Linked DNA regions of Mus musculus: all the other regions are linked to region 3. Evidence: chromatin contacts called from public Hi-C data. All regions are on one chromosome and are shown on one strand. Each heading gives the region's core, a stretch centred on a gene start, on an enhancer-like site or on the middle of the called end of the contact. The rest is flanking DNA. Distances are from core to core; before and after follow the strand shown. Region 1 has its middle 140 kb from the start of Gm12022. Region 2 has its middle 12 kb from the start of Gm31505. Region 3 has its middle 56 kb from the start of Gm12018.

What was found. Hi-C and Micro-C count contacts between places; a contact is called where the count stands out from the background.
Region 1: a Hi-C map of the N1E-115 cell line shows a contact between it and region 3, with 7 times the contacts expected there. The contact joins two enhancer-like sites. A contact is called at or near these places in 2 of 484 Hi-C or Micro-C datasets (the N1E-115 cell line and myocytes) and 1 of 9 other capture datasets (embryonic tail).
Region 2: a contact with region 3 is called in a Hi-C map of the N1E-115 cell line, with 16 times the contacts expected there. The contact joins two enhancer-like sites. A contact is called at or near these places in 1 of 39 promoter capture datasets (the 3T3-L1 cell line) and 13 of 484 Hi-C or Micro-C datasets (the 3T3-L1 cell line, the N1E-115 cell line, embryonic fibroblasts and 4 more).

Annotation. Positions count from the first base shown.
Region 1 is chr11:18,353,520-18,356,569 of GRCm38.p6, reverse strand. No RefSeq gene overlaps it. Among named protein-coding and RNA genes, the nearest start is that of Gm12022, 140 kb to the left of the region's middle. Within about 2 kb of position 1,564, at least 2 of the 459 cell types and tissues checked have an H3K27ac peak or open chromatin away from gene starts, as enhancers often do. A contact at or near this core is called in the N1E-115 cell line, where this site is marked.
Region 2 is chr11:18,009,870-18,012,719 of GRCm38.p6, reverse strand. No RefSeq gene overlaps it. Among named protein-coding and RNA genes, the nearest start is that of Gm31505, 12 kb to the right of the region's middle. Within about 2 kb of position 1,434, at least 35 of the 459 cell types and tissues checked have an H3K27ac peak or open chromatin away from gene starts, as enhancers often do. A contact at or near this core is called in the N1E-115 cell line, where this site is marked.
Region 3 is chr11:18,150,861-18,154,046 of GRCm38.p6, reverse strand. No RefSeq gene overlaps it. Among named protein-coding and RNA genes, the nearest start is that of Gm12018, 56 kb to the right of the region's middle. Within about 2 kb of position 1,741, at least 19 of the 459 cell types and tissues checked have an H3K27ac peak or open chromatin away from gene starts, as enhancers often do. A contact at or near this core is called in the N1E-115 cell line, where this site is marked.

The DNA of each region.
Region 1 (3,050 bases), core at 315-2,814, 200 kb before region 3:
TTTAACTTGGCTAGGTAAAAATTTCAATTTATCTTTCTTATATGATGTCCTCCACTGTGAATAATAATCCTAGTTTTCAAATATATATTTCATATCATTAAAAGCAGCTAAAGGGGCCAGGTGGCCTTAGAATTCCCAAGATGACATTGATGCTCTTAGTACTATTTCAAACTGCTTAGTGCTATAGGAGAGTGAACTTGTCTGCTACAAAAACCAAGTTCAATTAATCATAATTGAGAAACACATTGTGATGACCACAGGATGTTCTAAAGAACAAGTCTTGGAACCTTGTGATGGGATTGCAAGTCTCTTTTCAAGTCGGTCACTGTTTTTTTGACCCTTCAAATGCATGAAAGCTAATAGAGTGCTATGTAGTATCAACATGCAAATCCAGAGGACGAAGCACACAAACACTACAGCCACTGAGAGGAAATACACATTTACAATTACACTAATTCTCAAAATATTGAAATCTCATATAGCCAGTAAAAAGAACTTAGTCTATCTTATGTTCTCTTAGTGCTAAATGTATACAAAGATATCTGTGCTTTGTTAAATTGTTGACCTCAAAATAGAATGCTTCGATTATGTTTTAAGAAGAGAATAAGGTGAGACACTCTGCTCTACAGCAGATCAATGTGGGCAATAACTATTTTTCTTCCTGGTTGAAAAATTGGACTGCCGATTGTGTTTGCGATCTGATGAAAACAGCTGAAGAAGCTGCGACGCTTAGTCAGATACCTTTAAGGAGGAGACATAGTTTGATTGTGGGTAAGGTCAGGACATTTATTTAGAATGAGTCCATCTTACTTACAATGTTTAAAGAAAAGATTTTGACGTGGGATCTCAAGTTGGATGCCCCCATTTTGTGTGGCATCTTATCAAATTTATTCCCTCAGTTTCATGAGAGAGTCTAACTAGGTTTGTCCCTGACTTCTCAAGGAGTTGGTATAAAATTTTCATGGTCTGTCTAAATATTCCCTTAATTAAGCATCCAAGGAATTTTTAATACAAATGTAATAGATTTGTTTTCTCACAAGCTACTATTTAAACAGCCATTTGTGATAAATATTTATAAGTGTTTATAAATAAAATATTAATTGCCTAAAATGGCATTTTAATGTGGCACTCGCTACCAGTGAAATGCCGCAAGTGTGACGCTACCTCATGAAAAGTTCTGGAACATCTGGCCCTACACCAGCACCACCGTGGAGGCTTCTGGGACAAGAATAGCTGTGGCATCTTCTCAGAGCTTCTTTTGGACAGAGGTACCTCTGTTCCAGATGTTAGGATTCTTAGAAGTGCCACACCTCCAAGAACATAGCCATCCACTTCCTTTTCCTAGATTGAACAGAGGACACCCAGGTTCTTCCTTGTACTTTCAGGGGAGAGGACTCCACCTTTCTGTCGTTGTTGCTTTCTCTCTGGCCTCGGGATGTGAGACTTTTCAGAAAGGGAAGCACAGAGACTTGACTGTGATCCAAGCTCTCATTGCTGGTTCAACTTGTTCTATGCCAAGGCCAAATTAGATTACAGAACACTAGATAAGGAGACAGGAAGAAAGCACTCTAAACAGACTCTCTTAAGCTTTGTTCTGGATAAAAAAGAAAGAATGAGTCACCGCCAGTCTGTTAGCTCTTCTGGGATTGAATATCTGTCTACCTGCCCAAAAGCAAACCAAGCCTCCATGGGCCTCAACATCTCCATCTGTGAGCCATGAAAATAAATGTGTGTCATTTACATATTTTAGGGACACTAATGAGAGCAACAGTTTGTTTTTATTTATTCATTAATTGAGGCAATTTATAAACTTACACCATCTGCTACAAAAATTCAATTAAATAATTGTTATATCCCAGTGTTACAAGTAGTATAACAGTTTATAGAAACATGAATCTGGTAGAGGTAGCCAGGTGTGTGGGGAGTGAGGAAGGGTGCTTTTCTTGAAAGGGTGTGCCACACTTTCATGCTGCACACATATTTAAGCAAATTTGAATGTCATGGCTCTTCCATGCTGTTTAAGGGGAGATGCGTTTAGTGAGCAGTAGCAGATTTTGACTATTGACTTTGTCTTACTTTGTGCAATCAGTAGTGCATCAGATTTTGTAACATTTCTCAACTTTAGTTTCCACATTTATAAAACAGAGCTGATTTGCTGCCGATGCTGAGAAGAAGGTTGGCAGTTTTCCATCTACTTATATCTTTGCGACTTAAGATTTCTGTGTTTATGGAATTTAACTTAATTTCTCAAAATGCCATAGAAAGGACAGATTGAATGCAGGCAGATGGTGGAAATGACAGCTTGACCTTGAAGACGAGGCTCAGAAGAAGCAAGGCTCAAAGGTGCTGTCATGTCACCAGCACTTGGGACAGAGATCTAAGGACATGCTTTTCTTGAACTTCCAAATAACATTGTTTTGACAACATATTTCCAGTGTGTTTTATAAGCAAATCCTTTTCCAAAATGATTTCAGCTCAGAAATTTGCTCCTTTGACATTTCTAAATGGCTATTTTATCCTTGAACCATCTCTGCATCTCTGAAAAAGACCTCTGAAAAAACAAACAAAAACAAAACAAAACAAAAAATAAAGCCTAAAACCTCTCTTTATTGTACATGAAAGGTTTCTCTCTTCCACTCTAAGCAAGGATGCACTCGTTGTCAGGGCTGCAGGTCAGTTGGCAGTCTGCGTCATTGAGAAGGACGCTGTGGAAAGGTGGGAACGCTCTGTGTTGATTTAAAGTCCGTGGAGATGTGGGTGAGAACGCTGGCATTTGAGTATGTGAAAATGTTTCTGGCTGATGCTAAACCTTATTATTTACAATTCATTACTTATGAGTCAAGTCCCAGTATTCATTGTGCACTTTGCAATTGCATTGTATAAGTTTCATAAAAGAAGGCAATAAACATACAGCTACCTGTTGCACAGTCCCCAGAAGCCAATCCTCTGTGTAGTGCTCTATGAAATTCTATTTTGATTAGGTTGTTACATCTGGGACAGAACTGCAAATAGTGTTTGGCAATGGAAAAATGTGGGCCTGTATAATTCTA
Region 2 (2,850 bases), core at 185-2,684, 140 kb after region 3:
TGAACACTTTCTTGGATTTTAGATTGCTAAAGTGCATTTCTCATTTGCTCTAGTCAAATTTATTATTGCTCTTCAGTAGCAGAGCATCCTTTGTTTCCCAACTCTATTCCTTTCAGTGAAACCTATTTCCTTTGTGGAATTGAGAAAACAAAAGGTGAGCATTCTCAAGGAAATACTGGATAGGACAGTCTAACAAAGTGCACTGTACCATATTGGCAGTGAAAAGCCTTGCTTATTTAGTAGTCGGCTAGTTTGGTGGTTAAATAATGCTCTTATTTTGGCATTTATTGTATATTTGTTCTAAATAAACATAATTTATGAATATTTTAACACATGCGTACTCAGTGGGGTGGGTTCTCACACTGATATAAATAGAATTAATGAGCAGTCAGCTGCCACATACCATGACATATGACCCGGCAGCAAGAGCTCAGAAGTGGTTCTCATGGCTTCAGAAAACTTTGCCCTTAGTTTAACTTCTTGAAACTACGTCTTATTCTCCCCTCATCGTGACAGAATCCAGGTTTTGCTAGAAGAGTCTAGTCAGATGTTGAGACAACCATTTGTCTTGCCTTCTTTAAAGCAAAACAAAAACACATGGAGGGCTTAGCTCCACTCAGCTCAACTTTGGGACTAGAGTCACAGAAAGATGAATATTTTATATATTTCTACATGAATTGTCTCTTATTCCCATTTTTGTGACAATTAACATGATTATGCCAGTTGCTACAGATCTTTACAAAGAAAAAAGAAAACTTCCAAGTGTTTCTACATTTTAAAACAGATCTGACAGCCCCTTGAGTGGGGAAAACAGGAAAACAGAGAACACATCATTTTAGCCAGTTACCTACTCTCCTTGAAAACAAAGCAACAAGCTGTTCAGCAAGCCTAAGAAGATTTTATTTTTTAAGGAATAAGCCCAGCAGTAGAAAGCCACCCCATCAAGGAGTAGGCGTGGAAATTAACACTGGGATGCAGAATCTTCAAATTAACAGGATTTAATTTGACAAAGAATTATTGTTGTGAAGATGCAAAGTAGAATTTAAGAGTCACCTTTCTTCGATTTTTTACGGCTTTATTATAGGCAAAGCAGAAAAATAAGGCGAGCATGTGCACCGTGATGCCCAGATGATCTGGCAGGACCGCAGTCTTGGCAAGAGACTCGGGCTGTGCTGTTTATGCACACAGATGGAGGGCGCAGCCTTTATTCCTCTTCTCATTCCAAAGGGGATGTTTGAGGCCCCTCTACTCCCACCCCCACATTTGCAAACACACACTCTCTCTAAACGAAAGCTGTGTCCTAAAAGGGCAAGTCCGGTATGCTTTAAGGAAGTGAGAAAAAAACAGGACACCATTCATTCTCCTGACCACCTCTTAGAGGAGGACTTCTCACTGACTGAGGAGGCTGGGGCCGGATGAGTTTCCCCAGAGTTGCTCCCCTGGGGAATCCCCTTTCCACTGCAAAGTAAATGGGCACCACCTAGTGCTCTTTCCAGGCAAAGGCTGTGAGTCTTGGTCTGGATACAAGTGGGCGCTTGGGATCGCTGGCCTTTACAAAGGTAAAATAAAAGGAGGCAGCTGTCTTCAAACCTTTTACCTTCTAAGGATGGGTCGAGAGGGAGGGGCAGTAAGGAGGAGGAGGAGAGAAGGAGACGTAAGGGGGAGGGGGAAGAATAAGAGTCTTAATGAAAGCAATGCTTCCAAATAAGGAATTTTCTTAGGGCTGGTCTTTGTTAATAGTTTCCTCTTATCTTTTTTTTTTTCAGTTCCCCCCCCCCCGCCCACCCTTGTTTATTTAAAGACAGGGCTTCACTTCCTAGCTCTGGTTGACCTGGAATTTCTTAAATAGATGAGAACTCTCAGAGATCCCCCTGCTTCTGCCTCTACCTTAGCGTGCTAGGATTAAAGGTATGCACCACCAAGCCTAGCTTCCCTGATCTTCTGCTTTTAAAATCATCCCAAATCTGAGAAATAAAGTCTTTATTTCCCCATATGCTAATTTCCCCCTCACCTTGCTCTGTTTCTCTTATGGTTAAGCAGAGAACATTTCTAAAACTCATTCACTATAAAACAAAGGAGGTTCTAGTAGCAATGTGCCCTTGGCAGCCAAAATCCATTCTAACAAGGAGTCTCTCTGGAGTTTTCCTAACACAACAAATCGCACTTATGAAAAATGATGCGTAGCACAGACTCTTTCGAAGCACAATAAGATCAAGTTAACCACTCATGCCTCTAGGAAAAAGATCTAAGAGGCTTTATCCGATTGGCAAAATGGACCTGGATATCAGCTCAAGGATTGAGGACACTTTGATAAAATTTCAAAGCAATGAAGTCCGATTATCTGAATGATTGCTTAACCCCTTTAAAATATAACTTGGGGAAGAACAAGATTTTTTTTTTTGAACTCATGGTCTGTCAGAGAATAGAAAGAGCTACTTTATACTGTTTGCTTTTTCTATAGCGTTTTGCTTAGAAATATTCTTAGCACTACTGCTTTTACAGAGTAATGATAATCATTTCTTTGTTGCTAAAAGTAGGTAATTCTTCAATAAAATAGAAATCTTACTGTACAGCAATGTGGGAAGAAATCCTGGGGAAAATACCACAGAGAATCAAAGAGACCGATGCCTACTGCTGCTCTGGAGCCAGTGACTGGGGCATTAAAAAAAAAAAAATCAGACAGAAAACAGGTTGTACAGAGGTGAATTAACATGACTAAAGCTTCTCTTGATGAAAAACCAAGAATCTATGCAGAGAAACCTGGAAGAGGGTAAAGAAAATGCAGTCCAAGTTTCCAAACACTTTCTACTGACTAGATAGAACAAAATTACTTTGACAGGTTTTCATACC
Region 3 (3,186 bases), core at 492-2,991:
TAACTATAATAACTAGAGATGTTGAGTTGATGCCTAGCTAACACTGATATCGATAGGAGTGTCCTGCTTCTTAGCATTCTATAATATATTTAACATTATTAAACAAAGCTTGAATTTACAAAATTCACAAGTTGAAATTTTACATTGTGAAGAGTTAAAAGTAAAAGAGCTCATGACCTCTGTCTGTATGTTATTATACAAGCACATTTTGTCATTGATTAATTGGGTGCCTTAGGTTTGTCAAATATACTTTGCACAAAAGTAAAAGAGTTTGAAAGTAAGAAAAGCAACTACAGAGCCAGAGGCAGGCCGATCACTGTAGGTTCAAGGCTAGCCTGGTCATACCTAGTTACAGGACAACGAGAGCTAAATAGTGAGACCTTATCTTAAAGAAAGAAAAAAAGGAAGAAAGAAAGGGGGGAGAGAGAGAGAGAGAGAGAGAGAGAGAGAGAGAGAGAGAGAGAGAGAGAGAGAGAAGTTACAGTTCTGCTTCATGTTTGTGATTATAAAACATTTAAACAAGTAATATTTCCGAAGCTAAATTTAGATTTGAATTGAAAATCATTTTCTAAAAGCAATTTCCAAATATGAGTCACAATTATGCCTCTCCTCTGTCAGAAGAATCAAGGCAAAAGAAAAGAAACAAACAAAAATGCATATTCTCAATGTGTTAAAAGTTTCTCCTAAAATGTTCTTGGCATGTTCACTTTTACCAAAATATTTTATAATTCACTAAAATTTAAATTTGCCTTTAAGACAGCCATTTTCCTTAGATTAGAGAAAATTACGATGACATTGATTGGATTAAATATTCACTTGTGTTATTAAAATCACTGTGAAAACAAACAGACCTATTCAAATGTCTAAAACCTTTGGAAGAGACTGGCTTCTGCAATGTAAATCAAGGGTGAAAATCTGGCTGATTTAATTTAAATTTTAACTGATTTTAAAATGCTGTCTTCTTTAGAGATTGAGTTTCAAAAAGTTGATTCTAAAAACTGACAGATCTTTTATGAATATTTGGGAAATTATCTTTAGCTTTTTTGTAGCCCATCAAAAAGGCAAAAGAATCATAATCGGCATTTTGTTAGTCTATGTGGTGATATAACCGAATCCCTCGGAAAGAACAGACGGAAAATGGTAGCTATTATTAATTTAGAAAGACAAAGCAAAGCCCGGCATTTCAGTAATGTGGAGAGTTGTGTGCTCTTGGAGGAGAAAGGGTTTTGTAATTGGATTTTGAAGTAATTTAGAAGACGAGATAAGACGTAATGGTTGTGTATTAGAGGTTAGAATGACAACAGAAACCCATAATGTGAGGGTTCATTGAACTGGGAAAAAAATACAACAACAAAGAAACGCAGCACTGACGGAAAATGGCCTGAGCGGGAAGCAACAAGGTGAGTATGTGAAGGCCAGAAGGACCCATTCTGAGTAGGCAGGTCAGTCAGCAAGTAGCTGGAGCAGCAGACAGGCCGACAGCAGGATGCTGCTCCTTTCTGCAGTCACCTCTCAGCCCACCACCCCACTCCCACCTCCCCAACACACATCCTTTTTCCTACTGGAGAATTTTCTCCTGTCTTCTCTCCTGTCAGTCATCACCTTGGCTCCTCAGCTCTGTCACCGGCTGGCTCCCAGGTTCTCTGAGGAGATGTCCTGTGACAGTGGCTAAGCTCTCCTACCAGCAGCCATGCACTCAAAGAGCCAGGGCAGCCGACCAGACCTGCCTATCCACATCTGTGGAAACTCATACCCTTAGCACACTGGGGAAGACAAAGAAGACTCAAACAGGAAAATGAAATCCTCCTGCCTTTACAGCCCAATATTCAGTTGAAGTCTTGGGCAAGTAAATAACTTATCTTTATTTTTTAAAATCTCTTTTCAAAGGACACAGTCGCCTAAGCTCCAGATCCCAAGATAGGCCTCGGATGAGTAGCTATTTTGGAACAAATAATTCAAGTATTGGCATTAATCAGAAGAGCTGGCTTCTACAATCAGAGGGCTATTTCTAGCTGGGAGGCTGTTTCCTGCAGGACTGAATTGCTTCCCGGTTGCCGGCACTTGGCTACCCCCTGCTGGGCAGGAAGCTAAGGGCCTGCAGATCACACCATTATGCTCCAGGGTCATCTCCCTGCAAGGCCTGGGACAGAATCCACTTACTACCTGTCAAATTGTTATCACACATTCTTGACATGAGGCTGAAGTGTGAAGTTCCCTTCCATTGCCTAAGAGGTGTTAAAGATTTTTTGTCCTTCCTTCCAAGCTCTTTGTATGCCGGTTTAAGCAGAACAAATCTATTTATTTCTTTGTATGTGTGTGTGACGGTGAGTTTATTAAAAGCACACCCATAACTTGTAAAATAAAATGATGGCATGCTTTGTTTAGCATGAAAAGTGTGCTTGCTTAAACCTCATTTTAAGCCTTCGGTGAGTGAGTCCCTTCATCTTGAGGCAGAAGACATGGATTGTGCGATGAAGACACCAGGCTTTGGCTGAGTGGCCTGGAATGAAGCCTGGTCCTGAGTTTTCTTCTCAAAGCAGCTTATCAATCACTGAAAAAACAAAACAAACAGACTAACAAAAAACAAAAAATAGCCACAAAATGAAGCACGCTTTGGCAAATATAAGATGTGAAAACCAAGTTTAATCAGATCAAGTTTTCAAATACAGATGAATGTGTTTGAATTGTCATTCAAAGTATTTTAACAAAACCCGAACTGAAGGAAATTTGTTGCTGTACTTTTAATGCATATACATTGCTAAGACAGGAAGCCACAGGCACATTTGGAAGACATAGCTTAAAAGTGACTTTAATAAAAAATGGGTAAAATGCAAGGGATTTTTAATTTTTTTAATTCAAAATAAGTAAAATCAGAAGGGATTAGGTGACATCAGGGCAGTGACAGGGAGGAACACGTGAACAGAGGGAGCTTTCAATGACTCAGTGACCCAAGTGTGGCTTTCACACTCTCTCAGTTCTTATTCTGACTTGGGTTTTTTTATTTCACTCATTTTGCAGATGAGGCAGACACTCCAGAGCAATCAAGCAAGAGCTGCCTGTGTAGCACCAGACAGACAGCATCTGTGTACATGAGGCACAAAAGTCAAGGCATACGGTCTAAAGGTACAGCAAGCCTTCTTGCTCTTACCCATGCAAAGTTAGAACCCAGTCTATTCACTGACAAAC